Regions from separate parts of the Mus musculus genome. Here regions 1, 2, 3, 4, 5 and 6 are each linked to region 7. Evidence: chromatin contacts called from public HiCAR-type and promoter capture Hi-C data. All regions are on one chromosome and are shown on one strand. The core of a region is the stretch at or near the end of the contact, and the rest is flanking DNA. Distances in the headings are between cores, read along the strand shown.

What was found. Promoter capture Hi-C pulls out the DNA fragments that hold promoters and counts their contacts. HiCAR-type assays count read pairs that join an accessible place to other places.
Region 1: a promoter capture Hi-C map of pre-B cells shows a contact between it and region 7, with 2.2 times the contacts expected there. The contact joins the promoter of Ldlrap1 here to the promoter of Taf12 in region 7. A contact is called at or near these places in 2 of 39 promoter capture datasets (liver and pre-B cells).
Region 2: a promoter capture Hi-C map of liver shows a contact between it and region 7, with 4 times the contacts expected there. The contact joins the promoter of Txlna here to the promoter of Taf12 in region 7. A contact is called at or near these places in 3 of 39 promoter capture datasets (liver and pre-B cells) and 1 of 115 datasets of contacts at active chromatin or transcription factors (astrocytes).
Region 3: a contact with region 7 is called in a promoter capture Hi-C map of pre-B cells, with 2.7 times the contacts expected there. The contact joins the promoter of Tmem39b here to the promoter of Taf12 in region 7. A contact is called at or near these places in 6 of 39 promoter capture datasets (the 3T3-L1 cell line, the C10 cell line, cranial neural crest and 2 more).
Region 4: a contact with region 7 is called in a promoter capture Hi-C map of liver, with 5 times the contacts expected there. The contact joins the promoter of Fam167b here to the promoter of Taf12 in region 7. A contact is called at or near these places in 3 of 39 promoter capture datasets (liver and neutrophils).
Region 5: a contact with region 7 is called in a promoter capture Hi-C map of pre-B cells, with 4 times the contacts expected there. The contact joins the promoter of Bsdc1 here to the promoter of Taf12 in region 7. A contact is called at or near these places in 2 of 39 promoter capture datasets (liver and pre-B cells).
Region 6: a HiCAR-type map of astrocytes shows a contact between it and region 7, with 6 times the contacts expected there. The contact joins the promoter of Khdrbs1 here to the promoter of Taf12 in region 7. A contact is called at or near these places in 2 of 115 datasets of contacts at active chromatin or transcription factors (astrocytes and large pre-B cells).

The regions. Positions count from the first base shown.
Region 1 is chr4:134,766,151-134,769,673 of GRCm38.p6, reverse strand. It overlaps Ldlrap1 (low density lipoprotein receptor adaptor protein 1), which reads left to right and starts at 1,670. Exons shown (of 9, transcript NM_145554.2): 1 at 1,670-1,858. The coding sequence starts at 1,774.
Region 2 is chr4:129,638,783-129,642,410 of GRCm38.p6, reverse strand. Txlna (taxilin alpha) reads left to right here and starts at 1,346. Exons shown (of 11, transcript NM_001199695.1): 1 at 1,346-1,440; 2 at 1,984-2,155; 3 at 2,844-3,182. The coding sequence starts at 1,990.
Region 3 is chr4:129,694,614-129,698,382 of GRCm38.p6, reverse strand. Tmem39b (transmembrane protein 39b) reads left to right here and starts at 1,538. Exons shown (of 9, transcript NM_199305.2): 1 at 1,538-1,668. The coding sequence starts at 1,665.
Region 4 is chr4:129,576,447-129,580,217 of GRCm38.p6, reverse strand. It overlaps Fam167b (family with sequence similarity 167, member B), which reads left to right and starts at 1,638. Exons shown (of 2, transcript NM_182783.2): 1 at 1,638-2,100; 2 at 2,923-3,403. The coding sequence starts at 1,843. The coding sequence ends at 3,153.
Region 5 is chr4:129,459,477-129,463,454 of GRCm38.p6, reverse strand. It overlaps Bsdc1 (BSD domain containing 1), which reads right to left and starts at 1,776. Exons shown (of 11, transcript NM_133889.2): 1 at 1,750-1,776; 2 at 1,453-1,513. The coding sequence starts at 1,760.
Region 6 is chr4:129,740,792-129,744,338 of GRCm38.p6, reverse strand. Khdrbs1 (KH domain containing, RNA binding, signal transduction associated 1) reads left to right here and starts at 2,036. Exons shown (of 9, transcript NM_011317.4): 1 at 2,036-2,560. The coding sequence starts at 2,179.
Region 7 is chr4:132,272,591-132,276,514 of GRCm38.p6, reverse strand. It overlaps Taf12 (TATA-box binding protein associated factor 12), which reads right to left and starts at 2,140. Exons shown (of 6, transcript NM_025579.3): 1 at 2,028-2,140.

The DNA of each region.
Region 1 (3,523 bases), core at 421-2,920, 2.5 Mb before region 7:
GAGCAGCCCTCCCTGCCTGCTGACAGCCCTCCAACTCCCCTCATACCGTTGTGTCCTTGAGGTCATGGTCTCTGATGCATGGGGGAATCACGGGGGACAGCATTATAATGTTCCAAGTTTAAAGCAATGGGAGCCCATGGGGAGAAATCTAACCCAGAGACAGTGGTCCAGGAGAGCTTCCTGGAGAAGGTGGGTGGATTTTTGAGGGCAGGGGCAGGAGTTATCGCCTCTAACTCCAGTCACACAGGACAGCTCCATGGGAAAGGTCTTCTTGCCTCCTTTACAGCTGAAACTTATAATGGCCAGACCATGCCCCCCACTAGGATTCCCACTGAGGCATCACTCTCTGACTCTTGGGGAACCACAGGTATGTCGTGTCTCCTGCTGTAAAGGAGGCTATGGCTGGCTGTACTGTCCACTCAGGCGGAGCACTTGGAACAGACAGGAGGTTTAGAAAGAGTGGAATGTGAGCCAGGCCTCCTTGGGCAGCTAGAGCACACAGCATGTGTGTCTCCCAGCCAGAAGAGATCTGCTGGCTTCTGAAACTAGCCAGAGGTCACAGCTGCGCTGCTGAAGCCCAGCTTCTGGAAGCCAGGTAGTGAACGCCAGACTCCTTTGGGCACAGTCTGAACCAAGGGTTAGCGGGTTTTTTGGTTTTTTGTTTTGTTTTCTTGGTTTTTTTTTAATAGTTAGAATTCTTTGTTATTTGGGTTTTCTGAGACAAAGTTTCACTCTATACCCCAGGATGCCTTGGAACTTGCAGGAATCCTCCTGCTTCAGCTCCATGAGCGCTATGATTACCGGTCTGAGCCATCGCTCCTGGCTCTAGAGTTAAATTACCAGCTTCCTGGGGCTGGAGCAGGTGCTGCCTTGGAAACAGGCTAGAGCAAGGCTACACACCGAGGGCCTGCCCAGACAGGCCGGTGGGTGCACTACAGATAGGATCACGCTTCATTTGACAGATATCATGACTCAGAGCAGGGAAGGACAGCCTGGGTCACACAGCATGCCTGAGTCTGCGTCTAAGGTTGCAATGTCCCTGAGACTGTGGGGGCAGAGGACAGCTAAGAAAGCTGCTAAGGGCATCTACCAATACACTCCCGATCCTTCCCAGCAAAATTCGCGGCCTTCATTCCCTCGTTCAAAGACTCCCATTGCTTTGGTGCGCCCCTCACTCATATTTATTTAATTATTTACATTTATTTTGTGTATGTAAGCAATGGGGGAGGTGCCACTGTTAGCGCCAGGAGGTCAGAGGACAATTTGCAGGAGTTGATTCTCTTCTTCTACCGTGTTGTCTCCGGGATCATTGTCAAGCTTGGCGGCAAGTGCCTTTATCCACTCGACCCTCTCCTTCCCATCTATCGTTTTTTTCTTTCTCTTATTTTTGAACAAGACCCTTATCGTTCTACCTTTCACTCTTCCCATCGGTGAAACGGTATCCAGGTGCCTTTTAGCTGAGCTATCTAGAAGGCCATGGGATCCCGTAGCTAGAGAACGGGGAAAGGCGCTGGGCTGGGAGCCTTGGTGGGTTCTGAGTTTAGGAACACCGCGCGTGCAGCCTCGGAGCCGGTCCAGGTCCGGGAAGGGCGGGGTTGCGCTCTAGGGGCGTGGCGGTGGGCGTAGCCCCTCCGGCCCCGCCCCTAGACGTCGCGGGGAGGGCGGGGGAGGAGCGCAGCGGGCGCGCGCCGCCTGGCCCGGCGGAAAGTTTTCCTGGAGGAGTTTTGGCGGCGGTAGCGGCGTCAGTGGCGGCGGCGACAACCGGAGCGGGCCATGGACGCGCTCAAGTCGGCGGGGCGCGCGCTAATCCGGAGCCCCAGTCTGGCCAAGCAGAGCTGGGCGGGCGGCCGGCACCGCAGTGAGTGTATGCGCCCCGGGTCGGGCCTCCGCCGAGCTCCGGGCCAAGGTGGACTGGGTGGCTTCGTCCCGCCCCGCGCGGCGGGGCCGGGGGTCATGTCCGGCTGCACGTCTGGGGCAGGTCGACAGGGATCAGGCTTAACTCGGGGTCCCCAGGTGTGGCGCGAAGGGGACGTCTAGAGCCTCTCTACCCACTCCAGCACAACCTACAGGGTCCCCTCTGGACGCTGGAGTTTCGCAGGTCCCTGCCTCGAGGGGCGATCCCAGCCCGGGTGCCATTCAGGGTCCCGCTTCCTCCCCTCTGGACGCGTCCAGGTGGCGAGGCTGGAGCCCAGGCTATTTACAAACCCTGTTTTCCTCCGTACTTTTCCTTGGGGGCTGGTCCGAGTCCCTGGGCACCTAGGCAAAAGGCAGACTCAGACTCGCTGCCATTTCTCCCGGGAGTCTGGAAGGGTGGAGAGGAGCCTCCCCCAGCCACCTCTCGGGTTACTTTCGGAGAGCCGTCACCTGGCACCCTCCCCCGAGGCCTGAGAAACCTAGCTTAGGTCCCTCCTCCCTTTTCATTCGCGTGGGATGATCACCCAGGCCTTCCCTTTCTGATGTGAAGCCAAAGTACCCGGGCTCGCGGCACACCCTCACCTGCCACCTACCTGGGGCCCCCCACCTCTCCCACTAACAGTACCCCCTCCCCGCCCCCAGCTTCTCGTCAGCACCTTCCCTTGCCGGGCTCCACCAGGGGAGCCCGAGTTTCCTAGTCCCTGGAGCGCCAGCGTGTCTGGGCCTCGGGAGCCCGCCCTGCCCCTCCTCATTCCCACTGTGGTGTTCCAGTTGTGGGCTCCTCCTAGCCCTGACTGGCATCGGGAACGCGTGCTGGTGCCTACTGGCGGGGGTGGGGTCAGAGGCCCCTTGGGCAGGGCATGTACTGACTTCCACACTTAACTACCAAAATAGCCCTTCAAAAATTCGTGGGATGTGACCAGGGCTTCTGAGTGTGACCTTCTCTTCCAGTGGACGAACCCTGTGGTTTTTCTACTGGGACAAGAGAGAGAAGGGTGGGTGGGGAAGAGGTCTGAAGGGGAGGGAGCCAGGAAGCAGGGGATGAATCTAGGGCATCAGGGTACATTTTGGATGGTGAGAAGTTTCCCTTCCAGCTCCAGCCTTAAGGCCGATCACTTGTTCTTAGTGATTCTGTTTCCTATCCTGGAAAATAGGGATAAAATTCCTGCGGGGCTGGGGATGTGTGTGTTGTGTTTGGTAGGATGCTTGCCTTAGCTTGCAGGAAGCCCGTGGTACTTTAAGTTCTTGGTTCCAGTATCGGCACTAAACAAATCAGGTGTAGCGGTTCGTGTCTGTACTCCCAGAACTAGGGAGTTGGAAGCCTACAAATCAGAAGTTCACAGTCATGAGGTGTCAGATAGTGAGTTTAAATGAGGCTGGTCAGGGATAGGTGTCAGTTAAGATGTTGCTAGTCTATTTTACAGGTTGGTGATGAGGTCTCTTGTTGTCTAGGCTGGCCTAGGACTTGCTGTGTAGACCAGGTGTGCTTTGAGCCTCTGATCCCCCAGTGCTGGGATTAAAGGTGTGCACCGCCATATAGTTATGTCCATGTCCTCTGGATTCAACCTGATTCTTATCAGGTTGGCCAGTTCTGAGATGGGGGCCTCAG
Region 2 (3,628 bases), core at 97-2,596, 2.6 Mb after region 7:
ATTTGCAACATGCTCTACCCCACAGCCTGACTCTAGCCTCTTGAGGCTGCAGCATTTAGCCAACAGTAATTTCAACACGTGAGTTTCTAGGACAGCCTGATCTACATAGAGAGTTACACGCCAGCCAGCTCTATAAAGCAAGACCTTATCAAACAAAACAAACTCCACACAACAAAAGAATTGAAATCACAATTGTGGGGTTTTTTTTAATGTTCTGAGCCTACACTGGCACTGCAAATCATAATGAAGAACAAAGACGAGAAAAATCTAACATTTTAAAGCAGTAACACTTGATACTTTGCAGAAAGTGGGGCAGGGGTGGTAGGGTGGGAGTTTACCAACCTGCCTAAAGCCAAACTCCCTGGCTTCAATCCCTTTCTGAGGGAGTAATTGCCAAGCTGGTGGGGTTAGAAGGCGGGGCATAAATTGCCTCAGAGAACAGCTGTGGTGTCGGAGAATGGTTCCAACCGGTTTTGGTAGGCAGCTCTGAGTTAGAAGCCAGCATAGTCAAAGATTACGTTCTAGGACACACTAGGCTACACAAAGAAACCCTGACTCAGGGGGCAAAGAAATATTTTTAAAGGATGGGTGCTGGTGTCAGGCTTCCAGCTTTGAATCTGCTATAACCACACAATATTGATGGAGCCTTAAACTATTTACCCTTTACCTGGTGGCCTTTGCCATTAGTCCAAGCCATGGGGAGGCAAAGACAGACAAAACTCTTGAGTTCAAAGCCAATTTAATCTACATAGGGAGTTCCAGGCCTGCCAAAGCCACATATAACGAGATGTTGTCTCTAACAAACAAATAGTAGTTTGTTTTATTTTAACTAGGCTTTTCTGTACTATCGTATATTTCACAGATCACTGAGTATTTTGTACTTAATCCGAGTAATTATGAGAATCAAGCTACTGGATACGAGGAAAAAACGTTTGAATTATTATAAACCTTCTATTGTAATAGAGGGGAAAAAAATGCCAGGCACATAACAAATTAGTTTACCTTTCTATCCCTCTTCCGAGTTCTCAGAGATCATAGAAAGTCATACATGTTTATAAAGGACTAATGAGTGTATGAAAAAAAAAGAAAAAAAAAAGACCAGAATGCCAAAGTTTAAGGCCAATCATAGCTTCAGTACCAGAAAAGAGGCTGACAAAAATCTCTCGACCAATGACATAATTTCGGACCCTCAGGGTATTTGGCTCCTATGCTTTTCGGTTGCATCTCGGGAGTTGTGCGGCGCCGCGAGGCATGAAGGGGCTCGTAGTTTTTCCCACTCCCGCCTCCAAAGCCGCCTTGACTTCTTTTTTCCCAGCAAGCTCCGCGCCCGCGTTTGCTGTTGATTGGCTGCGGCAGGAGAGGGCGGTCCTGTTGGCAGCAGTTACCTAGGTTTCCGGTGCTCGGCCGGAGAGGAGGACGCCGCCGGACGTCCGTGGTGAAGTATGTCTATGGGCTGTACGTGGGACGAGCTCTTCAGAGGGTCTGTGGCCCAGGACGCGTTGGCCGTAGAGGAACAACTAATTCGGGGGGTCGGGGGGAGGGCGGCCTGCCCCAGTGTTGCGCGTGCGTACTCTAGGTCTAGAGGGCGCGTGGGGTGTGGGTGGCTTCTGTGCGCGCGCGCGCGCGGGGGTCCCACGTGGGACCTGGTGGGGCGGGGAGCCGATCGGGACTGGAGCATCCCGCCACGTCAGTCTGCGGCTCTGAGCCAATCCCGCGCTCCGGCTGCCGAGAGGGAGCCGTGTGGTGCCGAGAAGTGGCATTCGGGAGAAAGGAGGCCTCTTCCTTCCCTCACTCACTCAGGGGCAGCTTCTCGGAAACCTTCCATGGGACCGTGAAATCCCGGGCGAAGACCGACCGGTCTGTTTGAAGCTTCGAGCGTCAGATTTGGGGATTTCTTATCTAGTTGTGAAGAAGAATTTTGAAGTCTAGAAAAAAAAAAGCAACTGGGTCCTTAAAGGATCTGCCCCATTTCTGGCCTTGCAGATCACAATGAAGAACCAAGACAAAAAGAATGGGCCTGCCAAACACTCCAACTCGAAGGGCAGCCCGGGGCAACGGGAAGCAGGACCGGAGGGAGCCCATGGACGACCCAGACAGACAGCTCCTGGGGCGGAAGCCGAAGGTTCCACAAGCCAGGCTCCTGGGAAGACCGAGGGTGTGTGCCAGCTCTGCTTTTCCAGTGGGCAGAGGGAGGAGTTTCTGGTACTGGTCTGTCTTCTGAGGCCAGTGTTTACCCAAGAAGAAGGAACTATAGAATGAACGATGCTCATTCTGTGTGATCCTTTTGTTTCCTGGGGAGGTGGTGAACCTTCCCACTCTTAGCCGTGGGGCGCAACCTTGGGAGCATGCTCTGACTGGTTTAAACGAAGACAGTCAAATGAAGCACCCCGTAAGCAAAGTCATATTCCCAGAGAACACTTGCCAGTGGTGGGTAATTGTCCTTCATGAGGTGCAGCGTCTGCCACATGCCAACTGCTCCTCACACAGGGGTGCTTTACACAGTTGGCTTTTATAACAAGTATGTTTGGGTGTTAGAAATACTTGTTTTATAACTAAACAAACTTAGGGTTTAAAAAAACTTAAATTGAGGCCAGGCCTAGTGTCCCTCACCATTGTCCACAGAACTCAGGAGGCAGAGGCAGACAGATCTCGGAGTTTGTGATCAGCCTGCATACTAAGTTCCAAGACAGCCAGGGCCCTGTAGAGAGAGCCTAACTCAACCGAATAAATAAATAAAACAACATTTAACCCACACCAGTGTGTTTATCTGGGCTTAAAGAAGATCCAAGCGAGTGGTATGACCACTGAACTTTAATCCCGTGTCTTCATCTTTCCTGCTGTAGGGGCTCGAGCTAAAGCAGCTCAGCCTGGGGCCCTCTGTGACGTCTCTGAGGAGCTGAGCCGGCAGTTGGAAGACATCCTGAGTACATACTGTGTGGACAACAATCAGGGAGGCCCGGCTGAGGAGGGAGCACAGGGTGAGCCCACTGAGCCGGAAGACACGGAGAAGTCCCGAACCTATGCAGCCAGGAATGGGGAGCCTGAACCAGGCATTCCAGTCGTCAACGGCGAGAAGGAGACCTCTAAGGGAGAGCCTGGAACAGAGGAGATCCGAGCGAGTGATGAAGTTGGAGACCGAGACCATCGGAGGCCACAGGAGAAGAAGAAAGCCAAGGGTCTAGGTGAGGGGGGAGCTATTGGTGAGGGGAGGGAGTTAACACCTGTCATCTCATGGGCTAACCTGCTCTGTCAGAACTCAAAAGAATCTGCTTTTCAAGACAGTATGTGTGTTATCTCCCCTCCCCCCCGCCCGGGTTTACTCAAAGATGGGGTCCTAGCATTGAGCTGTTAGATCACTCACTTGTGCAAAGCCTCCTGGCCTTGGGAAGTGGAGGCAGAGTGTAGCTAGCATCTCACTGAGGATATGGAGAACAGGAGGCCCGAGTGCTTGCCAGCACCACTTTTAGCTGCTGCTTGACTTTGGACATGTTTATTCTCCACTCCTGGGTCTTAGTTTCCCTGTTTCTATAGCAATAGAATTAGGCTACACCAAGGTTGAGATATCAAATATCAACATGAACCAGGTAAGCCACAGACCTCTTCAGAATCATCAAGAAAGGGCCTTCTT
Region 3 (3,769 bases), core at 289-2,788, 2.6 Mb after region 7:
AGAGGCTGGTGGGTCTCTCCTTTCGAGGCCAGCCTAGTTTACAAAGTGAGTTTCAGGACAGCCAGGGCTACACAGTGAAAACTTGTCAAACAAAACAACAGCAGGGCTGGCTTGATGGCTCAGTGGGTAAGAGCACTTACTGCTCTTCTGAAGGTCTTGAGTTCAAATCCTAGCAACCACATGTGGCTCACAACCACCTGTAATGAGATCTGACGCCCTCTCCTGGTGTGTCTGAAGTCAGCTACAGTGTACTTATATATAATAATAAATCTTTGGGCCCCAGTGAGGGGGGTTGACTGGTGCGAGCACAGGTCCTAAAAATTCAATTCCCAACAACCACTTGAAGGCTCACAACCATCTTTACAGCTACAGTGTACTCACATAAAATTAAAAAAAAACTTAACAATAATATAAAGATTGCTTATGAGGCTGAGAATATAACTGAATGATAGAACACTTGCCTAGCCTGTATGAGGCCCTAATTTTAATCTCCTACCCTCACCCCCATAGACTGCTTATTAGTCTTGCAAGGGAAGAAATTACACTAACAATAACAGTAGCTACTTGCTTCCTCTGTTAAGTGTTTGCCAAACATGATGGCTAACACTGATTAAAACAGGTACTACATGGATTGTCTCATTTAATCTTCCATGCCTACAAGATAATTTGTGCTTGCATTAGGTTTGATTTCCATCCCTGAATAAATCTGTCATAGTGAGAGTAATAATTCCGACACTATGAAGCAGGATCAGAAATTCAAGGACATCCTCTAATCCATAGCAAATTCAAGGACAGCCCAGGCTACCAGAGGCTCTGTCTTAAAAACCAAAATCAAAGGGCTGGCGAGATATCTCAGCAAGTAAAGGTTCTTGTAGCCAAGCCCGATAGCCTACGTGTTAGGCTACATGGTAGAAGAACCAGTACTACTACCAGTTGTCTTCCCAAGTCCACTGCTCTGCGCATCCCTCCCTCTCTCCGGCACACCAAATTCTAAAATGTTAAGAACCCTAATAGGCGGTTATTATTAATACCCATTAACACTATTTCGAAATTTGAAAATGGCAGGCACAGGTTCTTAGCTAAGGTGGTGGCAGTGAAATCAACAGTGGAGAACATGAGAATCAAACATGAGAAATGGATAGAGTTTAGGGTCATCAAGATGAGGCCAAAAATTGGATATAGAGTTTTGGAGGAAAGGGGAAGTGACTCGTAGATTTTGACTGGGGTGGGCCAAAGCACACTAAAGCCTAAGAGTTCTGAAAGCCCAGTTTGGGACTCGCTGAGTATGAGGTGACTGTGTTGTACAAAAACAGGACTTCACTAGAGGCAAAAGGCCGCTCTGGTGTCCTCCTCTAAGTCAGAACAGGGTGAAGAAACACGGGAGGTGGGTTCGCCCGCTCCAGAATCTCTTGAGCAGCAGCTGCGGGAAAGGCGTGGGGAAAGGCAAGACAAAGAGCGTTAGCACAGCTTTTGTCCAAACGGCCCCTTTAAGAAGCGCGCTCCCGACTCCCAGCCCGCCTAGCATGCAAATTGAGCAGCCGGAGGGAGCGTGCGGCTGATACCCGGCCCGGGCTGCGGCGGTTAGTCCTCTCTCGGCCGCCGTCGCCTCCGACATATTGCCCGCAGGAGCTGCGGCGGTGAGCGGAGAGCGCCGGGGGAAGGAGATGGGTGAGCAGAGCTGGCTGGGCTCGTTCGGGGGTCGCGGGATAGCGGGGAGCCTGGCTGCGAACTGCCTCCCCACGCGGACCGGAGTCGCGGGCAGGGGGAGGGGGAGGGGAAGGGACGCGGCGCAGGCGGGACCCCGCCCCTCCGGTCCTGAGGGGGCGGGTCACCGCTTGGTAGGCGGAGCTTCCAAAAGGGAGAGGGGCTCGGAGGGGCTCAGGCTTTCTTTGGGGCACACAATTCTCCTGTCTGCAGATGGGGGCCGGGCACTCTGGTGGGAGGGGCTGAGAGCTTAGGGTTCGCCTTTTGTGATTGCCGGTGGGGGAGAGAATTTTCTGGACTATAGGGGTTTACACTGAGAGCGGTGGGGCCGCAGGGACACCTAGCCCACCAAGGGAGTCCATTCCGATTCAAGCTTCCAGTCCTAGAGAGCATTGCCCGGCTTGTGGGCGGGGTCTTGGGGTTGACAGTTGTGTGTGGGCGGGGTTTCTGGGCTAGGGGCTTTATGTGGGTGCCGAGCTTCTAAAAGATAGTGGGTGTGGGCAGAGTTCCTGGGCTGAGGGTGTGTGTTGGGGGGGGGGGTTCTAAACCAAACCAAATATAACAGCGTGTGAACAAAGCTTCCGGTTTGGGGCTTGAAGTCAGCTTTCTGGACATGCATATTGTGAAGAGCTGTCAGAAAACCTTCAGAGATAGGAAAGCTTGGGCACCGTGTGTATGAATGGAGGCTACTGTGTTGCTGTGAGGAAGTTGAGGAAGTTATAACTTCGATTAAGGGTTTGGGAGCTAAGTGCAGGATGCTGCCTAGGATCTTAGGCTAGACTACTAAGCTTAGGGAATATAGTTTTGTAAAATCTTAAGTTTGAGATTCCCAACCACAGCGCTCTTTCTAAGGCCATTCTGACGTTAAGGCCAGGCCGTGGGTCATTGAGTTAGATCTCAGGGCCCTGGAGGGAAAACTTGTCTCAAACCTGACCAGATTGTAGCGTCTGGAGACTCAGATCCAGATAAAATCCAGCAAATACCAGCGCTGAGCAGCTCAGGACTCAGGCTCTGAAAATCTTACCAAACTGGTCCAGTGAACCGGATTAAGGGAACTGGCAGTAAAAATAACAGTCTGGTAGCACATGCCTGTCATCCTGTCATCCTAGCATTTGGGAGACTGAGGCAGGTGGGTTGTGAGTTTGAGGCTATTCTGTGCTACTTAGTCGCTTAAAATGTGAATTCACGCCTGGCGTGGTGGCGCACTTCTTTAATCCCAGCACTCAGGAGGCAGAGGCAGGCAGATTTCTGAGTTCGAGGCCAGCCTGGTCTACAGAGTGAGTTCCAGGACAGCCAGGGTTACACAGAGAATCCCTATCTTAAAACAAAACAAAACAAAACAAAACAAAACAAAAGATAATCTCAGAGAGTGAATTGTGGGAAAAAAAGGTAGAAGCCTGGCAGGTGCAATAACCCACCTGTAATCAGTCCCAGTACCGGGGAGGCAAAGCTGGAACCCTGAGGCCAATCAGTTAGTGAAATAGTGAGCTCTGAATTCAGAAAGAACCTTGGTAAGCAAAGAGCACAAAGGAAAAGACATTGACTGGGCAGTGGTGGCTCACATCTTTAGCCTCAGCACTTGGCATCCAGAGGCAAGCAGATCTCTGAGTTCAAGGCCAGCCAAGACTACAGAGTGAGTTCCAGGAGAGCCAGGGCTACACAGAGAAACCCTGTCTCAAAAAAACCAAAAAATGAAAAAGAAGGGTTGGGAGGCTGGAGAGATGGCTCAGTGGTTAAGAGCACTGACTGCTCTTCCAGAGGTCCTGAGTTCAGTTCCCAGCAACCACATGGTGGCTCATGACCATCTGTAGTGGGATCTCATGTTCTTTTGTGGTATGTCTGAAGACAGGGACAGTGTTCTCTTTTTTTTTTTTTTTTTAAAGATTTATTTATTTATTACATGTAAGTACACTGTAGCTGTCTTCAGACACACCAGAAGAGGGCATCAGATCTCGTTACAGATGGTTGTGAGCCACCATGTGGTTGCTGGGATTTGAACTCTGGACCTTCGGAAGAGCAGTCGGGTGCTCTTACCCACTGAGCCATCTCACCAGCCCCGACAGTC
Region 4 (3,771 bases), core at 389-2,888, 2.7 Mb after region 7:
GCTATCCCGCAGAGGAGGCAATCCAGGCCGCACCCCCTTATGGAGAAGCACTATTTGACCTTAGTGCTGTTTCATTGGCTATTCAGGAGAATTTACCAAACTACATATTTAGATGTGTACGTTTCTGTTTTTGTCTCCTCCTCTGCTTCCTCCCCTTCCTTCTCTTCTTCCCTTTCCTCTTTCTCCCCCTCCTCCTCTTCCTTGGTTTGTTTTGTTTTTGAGTCATGGTCTCCTGTATTCCAGGCTGACTTTAAGTTTGCCTGGAAGAAACTTCAGCTGTGTCACCACACTTGGGTCCCGTTAGGTTTTGGGTTGGTTGCTTTTTGTCTCCCCTGTGAGTCAAGGAGCACTGGAGAGAATGCAAACTCCACTTGGGCTGCCACTGCTCCTCTGCTGGCTCTATTTCTCTTCTCCTTCTCTCCTCCTCCCCCTCCCCCTCCCCCTCTCCCTCCTCTCCCTCCTCCCCCTTCTCCTCTTCCTCCTCTTCTCCTTCTTTCTTTTCTTTTTTTTTTTTTAAGACAGGATTTCTCTGCATAGCCCTGGCTGTCCTGGAACTCACTTTGTAGACCAGGCTGGCCTTGAACTCAGAAATCCACCTGCCTCAGCCTCCTTTAGTGCTGGGACTAAAGGCGTGTGCCACCACGCCTGGCTTTCAATTTTTTATTAGATATTTTCTTCATTTACATTTCAAATGCTATCCTGAAAGTCCCCTATCCCCCCCCCCCGCTCTTCTCCTTCTTCCTCTCTCTCTCTCTCCCTCTCTCTCTCTCTCTCTCTCTCTTTCCCTACCCCTCCACTCTCTCCCTAATTGCTGGTGCAAACCCTAACCCTTGAGCACACTAGGAAAGGTTTTACTACTGAGCGGAATCCCAGCCCTGCTCTTGTTGCTGAGAGCAATACAGAGGTTTAGAGACACCTGAGAAACATCTGGGTGGTGGTGGCACACACCTTTAATCTCAGCACTCAGGAAGCAGAGGCAGGCGGATCTCTGTGAGTTTGAAGCCAGCTTGGCCCACAGAGCAAGTTCCAAGCCAGCCAAAGCTACAAAGAGAAACCTTCTCTCAAAAAAAGAAAACAGAAAAGAAAAGAGGAGAGAGGAAGAGAAAGAGGCAGAGGCAAATTTCTGTTGAAGCTTATCCTGGTCTACATAGGTCTACATAGTAAGCCTGCACATTGTTCTAGGCCGGCCATCATTAGAGATGAGATGAACTCCTTCAGTCAGAGCTTTTTCAGTGATTGCCAACAGAACCTAAGGGCCGTTGGAGTAAGACTTGGTGTCACCGACCTGTCACAACAGAGGCTCAAGAAGTGACTGAGCTACCTAAAGTCCCCTCAAAGTAGCACCAGGGCCCAGGGCTCCTGACTCCCAGGCTAGGCAGCTGGACCCTATTGCCTTGCAGAAGGGCTAGCTCTGTAAAGAGGAAAGAGCACCAGCCAGTCAGCTGTCTCTTCCCCTTGACTCCTCTGACTTGGGTCTTGGGAGGAGGGCCAAGCCGGCTGTGGACGATGCTTTTCTTATCCTGCTGCAACTTCCTTTCTGGGAACCAGGAACCTGAATCTGGGCAAAGACAATAAAATTCATCTGAAGGGCTCCTCCTGCCCCCACCCGGATGGGCATCACGTGGCCCCTAGTTAGCAAACCAGGAAAATTCCATCTCTTGCACACTTAGCCTCACATACCCATCTGCTCACTCAGCCTGGCACACTTAGCGTCCCTCACCCACCTTCTCAATTCAGCACACACTCTTGGCACATTCTTTTCAACCTCATCTTCTTTCACTTCTCACACGGCCAAATAGCCAGCCTTTCCCTTACTGTCCCGTTGGTCACCACAGACCTACCATGTCCCTAGGGCCGCTGAAATTCCAGGCAGTGGGAGAGAAGGGTGAGGAGGATGAGGAAGAGAGCTTAGATTCTCTGAAGGCCCTGACTGCCAAGCTTCAACTGCAGACCCGACGGCCCTCATACCTCGAGTGGACTGCCAGAGTCCAGAGCCGGGCTTGGTACAGAGCCCAAGCTAGACCTGAGCCAGTCGGACCCGGGGCCATCTGTGGCTTTGACTCCATGGATTCTGCGCTTGAGTGGCTCAGACGGGAGCTGGTGAGTCTGGTGGGTTAGATGGACTTGCATGGGGTCTTTGAGCCAGTCCCTCTAAAGGCCCAAATCTGTGAGGTTGGAAGGAGATGAGAACAAACCAATGTCCACAGTAGTTCCTCAGTGCTGTGCCCTAGGACAACGGAACCAGGAATTCAGTTGCTCGCTATCTTATTTGCAGAGCCAAATCTGGAGAAGTAGACCGTAGAGCACAGGTTCTCAATCTGTGGGTCTCGACCCCTTTGGGCATCCAAAAGCACTTTTAGACAGGTTGCATATCAGATATCCAGTATATCAGATATTTATATTTAAAATTATTTAAAAGTCGTAGCAGTGGCAAGATTACGGTTACAAAGTAGCAATGAAAATAATTTTATGCTTGGGAGTCATCACAGCATGAGGAAATGAGCTGTATTAACGGGTCCCAGCATTAGGAAGGCTGAGAACCACTGCCCTAAAGAGAAGAGACAGTCAAGTAAAAAGCAGAAACCGACCCTGCTGTCAGTTATAATCTGAGGAGGGCAGAGTTGAATATTAGCTGTCAGCCCACCATGTGCAAACATAAGGATGTCCAGTTCAGCTCAACGGGTCATCACAGTTAATTTGTGATGGCGTACCAGACGTCTATATTTGCATACTAACGGTTCCTTGGCTTGGCTTGAGAATCACCCATCCGGAAAAAGATCTGCGAGACCGAGGCGGATGAAGTTAGGTGAGAAGGGGATTGCGAGCTGGACTATGCAAAGAGTATTCCCAGAAATGGACCGGCGGCTGGGCTGGTGAGCCCGGAGGCTAATCTAGCAAATTTACGCCCCCTTTTGGTCACAGCAGGAGATGCGGGCTCAGGACCGGCAGCTGGCAGGGCAGCTGCTCAGGCTGCGGGCCCGGCTGCACAGACTGAAAGTGGACCAAGTCTGTCACCTGCACCAGGAGCTTCTGGATGAGGCTGAGCTGGAGATGGAGTTAGAGTCTGGGACTGGCTTGCCTCTGGCCCCACCGCTGCGGCATCTGGGACTCACGCGCATGAACATCAGTGCCAGACGCTTCACCCTCTGCTGACAGCAGACTTGGGTGTCTCTTGCAGTATCTGGGGAGAAAGAAGGAAGGAAGAGGGACCCCGGAGGCTCTGGCTACCTGCTGGGGAAGGTGGGCACACTTAGGTTTCCAAAAGCTGAATTTAGAGAGCACAGGATGGAGGGGAGGAGGAGAGGAAACTCGGGCCCCAAATGTCTTAATAAAAAATGCATTGAATCCCATCAAGGTTTCTGTAGACTGTCACAGAGCCTAAATAAATGTTGTTGTATATTCATCCTGTGTCACTGGGACTTTAGGGATTCCACAACAGGAGACAAGATGGCACCAGGTGTCCCCAACAGCTCCCGATCTATTTCTCTAACTTTATCAAATTCAAAAGTGAGAAAAATTTAAATGAAGATGAAGATTCATTGTGTTTTTTGATTGTGTGTGTGACCAGAGAGGCCAGAAAAGGATTAGCTGAGCTGGAGGCACAAGCTGTTGTAAGCTGCCTGTTGTGGATGCTGCCTACGGAACTCAGGTCCTCTGTGAGCAGCAACGGGCTTTTTTTCTCCAGCCCCCAAACTTAAAATCTTCTGCCATTCTCATGACAGGTGGTCTAGGTAAATTGAAGACTTGGAGAAAGCAGAAAGTGGTAGTTCT
Region 5 (3,978 bases), core at 527-3,026, 2.8 Mb after region 7:
CCCAAAGGGAGCGGAGATGGCCAGCAGCAAAGACGGCAGCAGAGGAGCAAGGGAAAAGTCGAAAAACGGTGACTGAGTTTTACTGAGTCACTTAATAAAGAGCGAATGCCTATGTAGCACCCAGAGAGACCACATATTGTCTGAGTGTTCTGCATATTATCATGTGATCCTCGTGACATCGCATTAGAGAGGTACTGCCATTTCACAGTGAGGAAGGTAAGAAGAAGAAGAAGAAGAAGAAGAAGAAGAAACCAGATAAACAAACTTGCCCAAGTCATAAGCTACACGCCTTTAATCTCAACACTCAGGAAGCAGAAGGAGGCGGATCTCTGTGAGGCTGAGGCCAGCCTGGTCTACATAATGGTCCCAGGGCAGCCAAGGGCGACATACACCATGAGACCCTGTCTCAAAATAAAACAAACCACGACCACCACCAATAACAACAAAATAACTTGTCCAAGTTCCCAGAAATGTAAGGAACTAAAGGGAGAGATTAAGTCTCTTCCTGAAAGCCTCGAAACACACGGGGAGTCCTCACAGGACAGGACACCTGCCGGATAGCACACTTTCTTTGCATGCTTGAGGTCTCATATTAATCCTTAGCGTAAAGTCCTGCCTCTCCATCATCAATAAAACTTCCAGCACAGGGAATTCTCAGATGTGCTGAGCTGTAGCTTGAGCGGAGGCTTCCCAGGAGAACCCGGAGCAAGGAGAAAATAAAAACAAAAACCAAAAAACCAAAAACCAAACAAACAAAAACCGTTCCTAAAGTACTGGGCTGACTTGAGATCAGAAGCCTCTCGGAGTCTGCCCTGAAGCACGACTCCCTTCACTTGCTTGAGGTAAACAGTAATTAGTTACCCCACGACTTAGTTGGGCTGCCTGTAAATAAAGGAATGTGGGATAAAACAGGAACACCAACTGGCATTGCCTAGGACAAGGACAAGCATTAGTCACAATCACAGCCACTTCCCCAGGTCTCCACTCTCTGGCCCCCCCTCATCCCTTTGTAAACCAGTCACATAGGCACCATCAGGTACCAGCGCATATGGCAATCCTCATCTCTACCCGGATTCTTGGCTACACCTTCCTTGGCATGCTCATGACTCCCTAGTCTGGACAATTAGGGACTGCCCTTTCCCGGTATTCACAACAGTAACTAAGCAACTATTTTGCTTGACTGCCTCCACACCAGACTGAGCTTTGTGAGGCCCAAGACTATCTGTCTGGCTAAGGTCTATATCCTCCCAACCTGTCTGTGAGTAGTGACTGTCACATATTCTAATAAATATTGCTGTTTAAGAGTAAGATGTTGTTAGTGGTGGTGTTCTACCCTTTTCTCGTAAATGGCCTCACAGAAGCTCAAAAAAACCCAAGCAGGGGCTAGCTGGGGTTGGTTGCAAGGAGACGGCCGCGGTGCCCTGCCGAGGGAAGGGTGCTGGCCCGGCTTACCTTCTCTTTGACTGCCTGGTAGCTCTGCTGCAGCCAGCTCCGCCACCACCCCACGTCCTCCCTGTGGAAGACAGACACATCTGACGGCCCTGCCGGGCGACTCCAGCCCAGCCTCCGGCCGGAGATGAGGCTTTTCCGGCCGCTTCCCCATGCCCTCGCACCACGCCTCCGCTCTGCCCTTCCAGCTCAGTCCGCACCCGCACCGGCAGCCTGTCCCCAACAGGGACCCCTGGCCCAGTACCCCATCCCTCGAAAAGCCCAAGCCCCCAACGCCAGAAAGCGGAACGCCAAGCTCACCCTTCCGCCATCTTGCCAGCATGACATCACCACTATTTACCGACCTTTGACTTCCGACACGGCACCGCCCCCTCAGGCTCCGCCCCCATGAGCGTGCCCCAATCTTAACACAAGGACAACTCTCCGCCCAGTCCCCGCCCCCCTACATCAATGTGTCTGGCCTTTGTCCAATCCATGTCCCAAATGCGATTTGTCCCGCCTCTGAACTCTCGATCCAATGGTGTGTAAGATTGTCCTCGGGTCCCACCAACCAGCCGCTAGCTTTCCCGGTAGTCCCTGACTACAGTGGCCTCTCCGGGCCAATTTCGGCAGGCTCGTTAGACCGCCAATTAGAAGGCGAGGCGAGGAAAGGAGAGGCCGGGTTGGGACGTTGTGTTCTTAGAACCTGGAGTTAAGTTCCGCCCCCCTTTGTGAAGCCAGCCGCGTAGCAGCTCCTTGGTGTTCTGCTGCAGGCTAATTCAGCAAGCTCCGATTGCGGACCTCAGAGCCAGAGTAAGGCTATGGGGAGAATCCAGAGCTCTCCTCGGGATGACACCCAGGATCATTTGGAGAGGCAGATACATATTCACATTATTTCTTAAGCCCGATTTAAGAAAACGCTAGCTGAAAGTGTTCTGGAAAAATCCCACTGATAGGGGGGAATTGAGGTCTATTGTGTGGTGGAAGGGGGATTTACATAGATCCTGTGGCCCTACCTACTACTTCCTCAATCTACACAAACCCCTCCTTCACCTCCAGCAGGAGGTTGACTCCCCTCCTCGAAGGCTACACTGTAATCAAGGTCATCACTGCTACCTGATCCCATAGCCTCTTACCTGCCTGAGGAACAAGCTATATACTAATTCTCCCAGTGTTCCCCAAGGCCTCCCATCTAACTTTCAAAAAGATTGTTGCTGGTATTTCTCCTGTCTAAAAAACTAACAACTATTGGATGGATCACAGGGCTCCCAATGGAGGAGCTAGAGAAAGTACCCAAGGAGCTAAAGGGATCTGCAACCCTATAGGTGGAACAACATTATGAACTAACCAGTACCCCGGAGCTCTTGACTCTAGCTGCATATGTATCAAAAGATGGCCTAGTCTGCCATCACTGGAAAGAGAGGCCCATTGGACACGCAAACTGTATATGCCCCAGTACAGGGGAATGCCAGGGCCAAAAAAAAAATGGGAATGAGTGGGTAAGGAAGTGGGGGGGAGGGTATGGGGGACTTTTGGGATAGCGTTGGAAATGTAATTGAGGAAAATATGTAATAAAAATAAATAAATAAATAAATAAATAAATAAAAAAATAAAGTAGACCACCATAAGGCTGTTAAGGGAGAAAAAATGGAATGAGTAATTTCCAGTGGTCTTTCTCCCTTCTAAGGTCCATGCTTTGCCTGCAACGAATGCACAAGGTTTAAAGCTAAAAAATGCTGTGATAAATGATTTGTGCTACTGAACAAGATGGGCTAAGAAACAAGTTGAGTTCTTTAATCCCCAACAGAATCTACCTTTGCAATTTCATTCCCCACATTAAAGGTCACTTGGAACTACTGCCTGCCTCTACCTCCCAAGTGCTGGGGTTAAAGGCATGCGCCACCACTGCCCGGCATGTATTTTTTTTTTTTTAACTAGACAATTTAATCCAAGATATTGCAGGTGCTAGGCAAACATGCTATCAGTAAATTACATCCAAGCCCTGAACTGTTAATTTATAATCGCACACATAAAACCATGCCAGTCAGATGGCCGTGCCTCCTCCCAGGGTTCTCCTTTCTGTTCCTACCTGGTTGGTCTGACCTTGCACCTCCACCCTCCTTGCTCACACTGCCCCACATACAAAGGCTACTTAGATTTCCCAGAAACTTTCTGGTGCTTTCCTGACCCTGAGCCCTTGAACATGTCTTCTCTGCCTGCAGTTCTCTGACCTCAGTTTCTTACCCACTCTGACCATGCTATTGAGAACTGCAGCTTGTGCACCATAAATACCAGCACTTGGAGGTGGGGGTGAAAGACCCCAAGAGGAGCCCCTCGCTCAGGCCTCGGGATAATAGCGGACCCCCAAGATCTCATGAGAGACCAAGCTTGATGCAAACCACATGAGGCTTTATTTGGGGAAAGCCAGAGCTCTAGGGACGACTCATCCCACGCAGGGGTAGAGGAGTCGACCTCGAGGGGAAAGGGGTCCCAGTTTTTATAGGCCCTCGGGGAGGGGGGGAGGAGAAGGGGGAAGTAGGGGATTTCCAG
Region 6 (3,547 bases), core at 787-3,286, 2.5 Mb after region 7:
GGGAGTGTCAGATCTTGTTACAGATGGTTGTGAACCACTATGTGGTTGCTGGGATTTGAACTCTGGATCTTCGGAAGAGCAGTCGGGTGCTCTTACCCACTGAGCCATCTCACCAGCCCAGCCTCAGACTTTTAATGGGATTTAATTTGGGTTCCATCTGCATACAGTACCCTAGGATGAAGAGATCTTAGAGACTGTGCCCTGGTCCTTACAGCAGTACTATCTGTCTCATGGTGATTTATGTCTTGTTATTCCAGTATTCTGAAGATTAAGACTGAGTTGTTTTGAGTTCAAAGCCACTCTGGGTTAGAGAGTGAGTCACTGACTCTGCAGTGAAAACACGTGTTAAGGAAAAATGAAAGTATTTGTCTTTTTGAAAGAGTGCAGGGGGATCCCTTGTGAAGGACCAGCATTCAGAGCAGGAGTACTAGGAGCTCTGAGAACTAGGCAGCCAACATGGGCTAAGGACTGGCCCTGGAGTCACCGTTTTACAGAATAAACAGAAGGTGGCAACAAAACAATTCAGTCTAACAGGTGCTAGGACTGCAGTTTGTCAGAGACCTAATATAAGATGCTTCTTAGTTTGTTTTTGGGGGACAGGGTGGCCTGTCCTAGGTGGCCTGTAGCTGTGCTGTGTATGTAGGCCAGACTTGTCTCAAACATGAGGTAATTCTGTGGCTTTTCCTCCTCAGCGCTAGGATGCATAACCACCTCATCCCCTTAGTATGGCTGGACATGAAGGCCTCTATGTGCAAGTAGAGGTCAGAAAACTTGGGAGAGCTGGTTCTCTCCTATTTTGGGCCTGGGGCTAGAACTCAGGTTGATAATAGTCCCCTCCACCCCCAACGAAATAAGCTAATTCAAGAATAATTTTTTTTAAAAAGGCATATCTATTTGGAAATGGGTTCCCGGGTGAGTCCACCAGCCTCAGAGGTCGGGGGCAGAGTATGGCTGGTACTTTTTTGATAGATTGTAGGCGAAGAAAATGACAAGTCTACCACAAGCTGGGCTTGTGCCCAGGTATGGTCATCTAGGGTGGGGCTTGGGTGGCTGGTGACTAAAGATGAGGATTAGTACAGTCAGGAATTCAGGACTGGATTTTTTGGCGCCTTTTTGTGTTCTGAGGCTTTCTGAGTAGGCGGGGTTGGAAGGAGAGAGAGAGAGAAAATTTGGAATTTACCGGGGATGAGTGGGTGGGGAACAAGCCAACAAGCCGGGGACTCCAAAAACAGGTGATAAGCAGCATTACCAGTTGACCCGACCCCAAATGCATCTTTTAATAATTCTCTCACTAGTTTTGAACCTGCTCTAATGGAAATCTTGCCGACTGACTTCCTGGATGCCCTACTTGGGTATGGAGGGAGCCCTTTTCTTCCGGTCTTTGCGTCTCTGACTGACCCCTTCGACTCCTTCTGAGTTTCAGTTCTGCAACACACAGCATTCCCCATTCCTGGCTTCCCTTTCGCACACTCATCACTTATCTCTGGGTCAGCCTCCTCCCTCCCACCACGCCCGCCCGCATCCCCATCTTCCCATCCCGTTCGCTCGCGCAGTCTTTCCCTCTCTTCCGGCTTCACTTGGCTCTAACCCTCGCGTCCCCCTCTCTCCAGAAGCGTTCTTTTCATTTCCCGGTTGGAGGGGCGGCCCCCGATTCCACTCCGGGGCACCGCTCCCTCGGGGACCTCCCCAGGCTCGGCCGTTGAAGGAGGCGTGGCGCACGAATAACAGGTCTCCTGCCGCACACTCCGCGGGCCCGAGCGCAGACAAAGACATTCCACGGCGCCCGCCCCCTCCGCGCACTCCGCCCGGGGGAGGGGGAGGGGAGACACGTGTACCGCTAGCGCCGGGTCACGTGGAAAAGAAAAAGAAATGAAGGAAGGCGGCGGGCGCCCGCGCAGGCGCCCTAAGCTCGGAGCCCAAGCGGGGAGGCGACGTCTTCAGTCGGCGCAGGCGCCGTGGTCCAACTGGGGACTTTGTTCTCCGCGGAGAAACTCAAGGGCGGTGCCGGTAGGCGCCTGCGCACGCGCGCCGCCTCATTTCCGGTGCTCTCTCGCTGGGTCGCTCGGGTCGGCTTCGGTCGCTGTCGCTCCTGTTCTTCCACCCCCGCCAACCGCCGCTCGGGCCTCAGCTGCCGCCGCGTCGCTTCCTCGCTCGTTCGCTCGCCACCCATCATCCCCGATGCAGCGCCGGGACGATCCTGCCTCGCGCCTCACCCGGTCCTCGGGCCGCAGCTGCTCCAAGGACCCGTCAGGTGCCCACCCCTCGGTGCGTCTGACCCCGTCTCGGCCGTCGCCGCTTCCTCACCGGCCCCGGGGAGGGGGAGGTGGGCCCAGAGGAGGCGCTCGGGCCTCGCCCGCCACCCAGCCGCCGCCGCTGCTGCCTCCCTCCACCCCTGGTCCCGACGCGACGGTGGTGGGTTCCGCGCCGACCCCGCTGCTGCCCCCGTCAGCCACAGCCGCGGTCAAGATGGAGCCGGAGAATAAGTACCTGCCTGAACTCATGGCCGAGAAGGACTCGCTCGACCCGTCCTTCACTCACGCCATGCAGCTGCTGTCCGTAGGTAAGCGGTTCTTGGCGGGTCCTCTGGGTCTCCCGGTCCTGACTGTGGGTGGCCGCCGCTTTGTTCTTGCTCCCACCCCCTCGGAGCCCGGGCATCGAGAGTTGTCATCTCGACCTGGCCTTCGAGATTCTGCACCCACAGTCCCACCCGGGCTCAGGGTGTAAGGGAAGATTTCTGAGCCACGGACGAGGCCCGAAGAGGACTCGCGATCTCAGAGCGCGGAGAGCTTGATGGATAGTACCGTGCTCCCGCCCCCTTCTCCTCCCGTAGTAGTTGCCCCGCGCGCCAAGGGCCGGCTCTTAACAGAAATGAACCTATTTCTCCCCGCTTTCCCAAAGAGGAAACATTTGGGGGGGGGAATCGCGGGTGATGGAGACCTGGGGTGTAAGGTAGAGATAGCCGGAATGCCGGTCCCGCACAGCGCATCTACGGAGCGGGGCGGGATTTAGCGGGAACTCGGGTTTAAGTTCATTAGAGGTCGGGGCGACGAGAGAATCCGTGAGCTTGAGGTTTTCTCAAGCCAAGCTTTCCATTTCGGCCTGTCGAGTAAGAATTGCTGCAGACCCGGATGGTTTCTCTGTTTTATTTTGAAATGTGTTTCTGAAGTTATGCAAAAGTGTGTGTGTGTGTGGGGGGGGGGTTGTGATAGCCCAGGAGACCGTAGAAAGAAATGATAGAGGGAGGTAAGGGGCGGCAGGCAGGTTCTTTTGCGTGAGATGAACGAGAAATTGGTCTTTTTGTTTTAGTTTTTGCTGGAGTAGAGATAGTTTAAGAATGGTAGTCTTTGTTCTCTGATTGTAGACTATGGAGCTCTCTTCTCCGGACTTGAGCGACTTAGATATTTTTCCTTATTCAAACCGCCGCCTGTTGTTAGACATGGTTTTAGTATTTTTTATGATATCGAATTTTTTTTTTTTTTTGATTTTGGTTTTTCGATACAGGGTTTCTGTATAGCCCTGGCTGTCTTGGAACTCACTTTGTAGACCA
Region 7 (3,924 bases), core at 891-3,390:
TGGAAGTATCTTAAAAGTTACAGTCCTTGACTTGAAAAGGAGTTAAGAAGCTGGTTTTGGTGATGTAGCCTTGAATCACCAGCGCTCTGAAGTCAGAGGCAGGTGCATCTCTGAGTTTGAGGCCAGCCTGGTCTACACAGCAATTTCCAGGCTAGGGGGAGCTAAGTAGTTTGGGGAGGAGGGGTGTGCTTTCATTCAGTGGAAGGATTTATAAATATTACTTATATTTCATTCACATGCATACTACACATGGCAGGAAATCCACTTAGAAAAGCTCAAGAAAGCTTTGGAGGCACATTTGCAGATAAGCTACTCAGTACTTTATGACAAACCCCTTAACCTCTCTGGACAGACAACAGGACTAACCATACTTAACTGTGGGGCTGTGATAAGGAAGGGGTGGAATACTTAAAAGTGTTTAAGTTGTTCATGGTGGAGGTGCACACCTTTAAACCGAACGCTCCGAGGCAGAGGCAGGTGGACTTGACTTTGAAGCCAGCCTGGTCTACACAGTGAGTTCCAGGACAGCCAGGGCTACACAGAAAACCCTGTCTTGAAAACAAACAAACAAACAAACAAACAAACCAAAAGAAAACAGAACAAAAAGCCCAAAGTGCTTAAGTTGTGCACGATTCATCTGAGTAGGTTTCAGTCCTGGGTCTTTATGAAGGGAAATGACAGGGTCCAAGTCACTCTTCTAAAAGCAATCCCTAGAAAATGTTCTAGGCCACATTTACTTGTGAATTTCTCAACATCTTATTGAAAAATAAAATTTATAAATAAATAAAATAAATAAAAGACTTTTCACTTAAAAGTTTGTTTCCTCCCTTGTAACATTTATGCCAATGCCATACATAATAGGTACTAAAATATTAAAATCCGTTAGAAAAAAATCCCTTCTGAGTTTGAGGGTAGAGATTCTAAAAGCATTTATTCAAATAATTTCAAGCAAGCATCTCTTCTTCGATGTACATGGTAGAGTACTGTATAACCTAAGAATCTGGCTCACAGTGATCCTAATCCCTCTTTGCATCCTCTTTTTCTTAAATGTAAAAGAATTCAAAGTGTTCTTTTGCTGCCCTTCCATCTATGACAGTTTGCTAGTGATATAGAGATCTGTGCTCAACGGGGGCTGAATGGAACAGGGCTTAAGGTACTTATCAAGTATATAACTGAGTTCAAACTGCTTTCAGCTTCACATCTGATTCACAATAATGAAGAAAAACGAAGACGTTTCATGTGGCTTTTCTAGGTTAAGTAACGGACACAAGAAAAAGCCTAAATGCCAAAAGCCAAATAGGCAGCGCCAAGAAGTCTTCCCCCGAATATATATATCCTAATCCTCCGGGTACAGAGAACAGATCGCTAAACCTTTTCAACTTTTCTCCCTTGAAGGCTGATCTCCCAGCCGTTAAGGACCCCCTAGTTCCTTCACTTTTAGGAGCTCGGGTCCTTACATCTCTGTCCCTCCAGAAACTCTTGAGTCTGAAAGCCCGGATCTTGTCCCCAAAGAAGACCCAGTCCTCACTGCCCGCTTCGATTCCCTTTCAAATTCAAGTCTTCTCTGCCTCCTTCTCTAGCTCCAGTCCTCAAGTCTTTGCTGCCCGGTTTCTGAATCCTTAGGAGCTGGGACTTTACTGTCCCGCTTCTGTCTCTTAGGAGCCCGAGTCCTCTCGGGCTCCACTTTTACCTCTCTGGAGCCTGTGTCTTCACGCCCCGTTTCGTTCCTACCCTCGCCTCCTATAAAGTGCGGGATCCTCACCATCCTGTCCCTCTCAGAAGGCTTTCCCTCAGATGCTGCAGAATCCACATCCGTCCCCGTTTCCTAAGTCTCTCATTCAGAGCTCGAGTCCCCAACAGCCGCTGCTTCTGCGAGCCCGAACCCCTCAAGTCCCGTCCCAAGAGCCTGGGCTCCTCAGCCCCGTCTCTTCCACAGCCTAGTTCTTCCAGCACTGACCCGCTGTGGGTCTGGGTCCTGACACCCTCCTCCCGCTCTTCGTCCTCAACTGCCAGGGCCCAAGACTCACAGGCAGCAGCGTCTATCTCCCCATGATATGCGGAGACTGCCCCAGTGAAGCTTTCGTCTCAGCAGCCGGTCCGACTGCGCGGCCCTCCCCAAGCACTTCCGGCACCGCTCCCCGCCTCCAACCCGGAAACGCGCGGCTCTTCCGGCCGCCGGGCGCGCGCCTCACTAGCGCAGGCGCAGATGGTACTACAACACGTGGTAGGACTGTGAGCCCAGCGCCTGGCTTGGCAGGTCGGGCTTTCTGCTCTGTGTGGCTTGCTGGTGGCGTGGGTCTACTCTGCGTCCCCTACCACGGCGTGAATCCCTGTCCTAGATGTTTCTTTACGACTCATCTCTTTCACGAGCGTGACCGGTAACCGACGGCCTCGGAGAGCTTCCAAGTCGCCATTTTTGGTTGGTGCCTTTGTGGTGCTATAAGGATGGGACCGCAGTTCTGCATAGATACCAACTATGGGACTCTCAACCAGCACGAGAACTTGGAGACTAGAGAAGCTGATTGTGCCTATTAGTTAATCTGTAGTCAACATACACTTGGACGAGAGCTGTCTGTGAGGGACTGGTTCAGTCCCTCACTTGGAGTATGTCATGTAATAGTGGAAGAAACGTGAAATTCCTAAGGGATGTAGGTTCTCAACTTGAATTGAAAATTCTTACTCCAAAGCCCGGGCTGGTACAGTAACTGTTAAACCACTAAGCCCTGAGATTTGAGTACTTTTTTTTTTTTTTTTTTTGCTAGGCATGTAAGCAACAGGCAGTTTCAGTCCCCGGCAAGGATTCTTAGTAAAATAGAGATCTCGCAAACGAGTGTATAGAAGTCTGACATCTCAGAGCTATCAACGGTTCCTGCCCATAAAGAATCCATTCTATCTTTGTATCTTCATCCCATTAGGCTCATCCACCCTCTTGGTCCAAAATCCTGGATGCAAGGGCTTAACCATTAAGTGGCAAACTGTTTATAACCTTATTTTTCTTTTTGGATTTATTTTATGCGGAAAAGTGTTTTGTCTGCATTTATATATGTACACCATGTGCATTCCTGGTGCACAAAGAGGTCAGAAGAGGGTATCTGAAGCCTTGCAATTGAAGTTACAGATAGTTGTGAGCCACCATGTGACTGCTGGCATTGACCCAGGCCCTCTGCAAGACTGCCAGGTTCGAGAGAAAGCCACCTCTCAAGCCCCAGCTTTATTTTTCTATCATGGTTCTCAGAGTTTGGCCAATCAGTTTTTGTGCTTGCATCCTTGGATGTACTAAACTGTTTTTTTGTTTTTGTTTTTGTTTTTTGCTGTGTGCTGGGTATATCCTGTTGGGGAAGTCAGTCATCATTGTCCTTAAGAGTTTACAGGCGCTAGGCAGTGCTAGCTCATGCCTTTAATCCCAGCACTTGGGAGGCATGGGCAAGATTTCTGAGTTTGAGGCCAGCCTGGTCTACAGAGTGAGTTCCAGGACAGCCAGGGCTACACAGAGAAACCCTGTCTCAAAAAAACAAGCAAACAAAAAAAAAGACTAGATGAGCAGTAAGGCTGAAGTTTGGTTAGGGGACAGGAAGGGACAGGTGGAAATGGGGGGTGGATTTTATTCAGTGTTCAGTGGAAAGGCATGAAAACTGAGGATTGAGATGGTAATTTGTATTTAAGGAAGCATTGGGTGGATGGGTAGGGTGGATGGGTATCTTGGCTCAAACCATTGGCCCCTACTCTCGGGAGGCAGAGGCAAGTCAGTTTCTGAGTTTGAGGCCAGCCTGGTTTTCAAGCTAGCCACTGCTCCACAGTAGGTGCATGTGTCAAATAAAGTGTGTGGCGATAAATGAACACTTGGATTATAGAAGGGCCCCTTGATGGACAGAGGGTAGCACCACTGGGCTCCTCACCAGTTTCTTTTCTTTTCTTTCTTTCTTT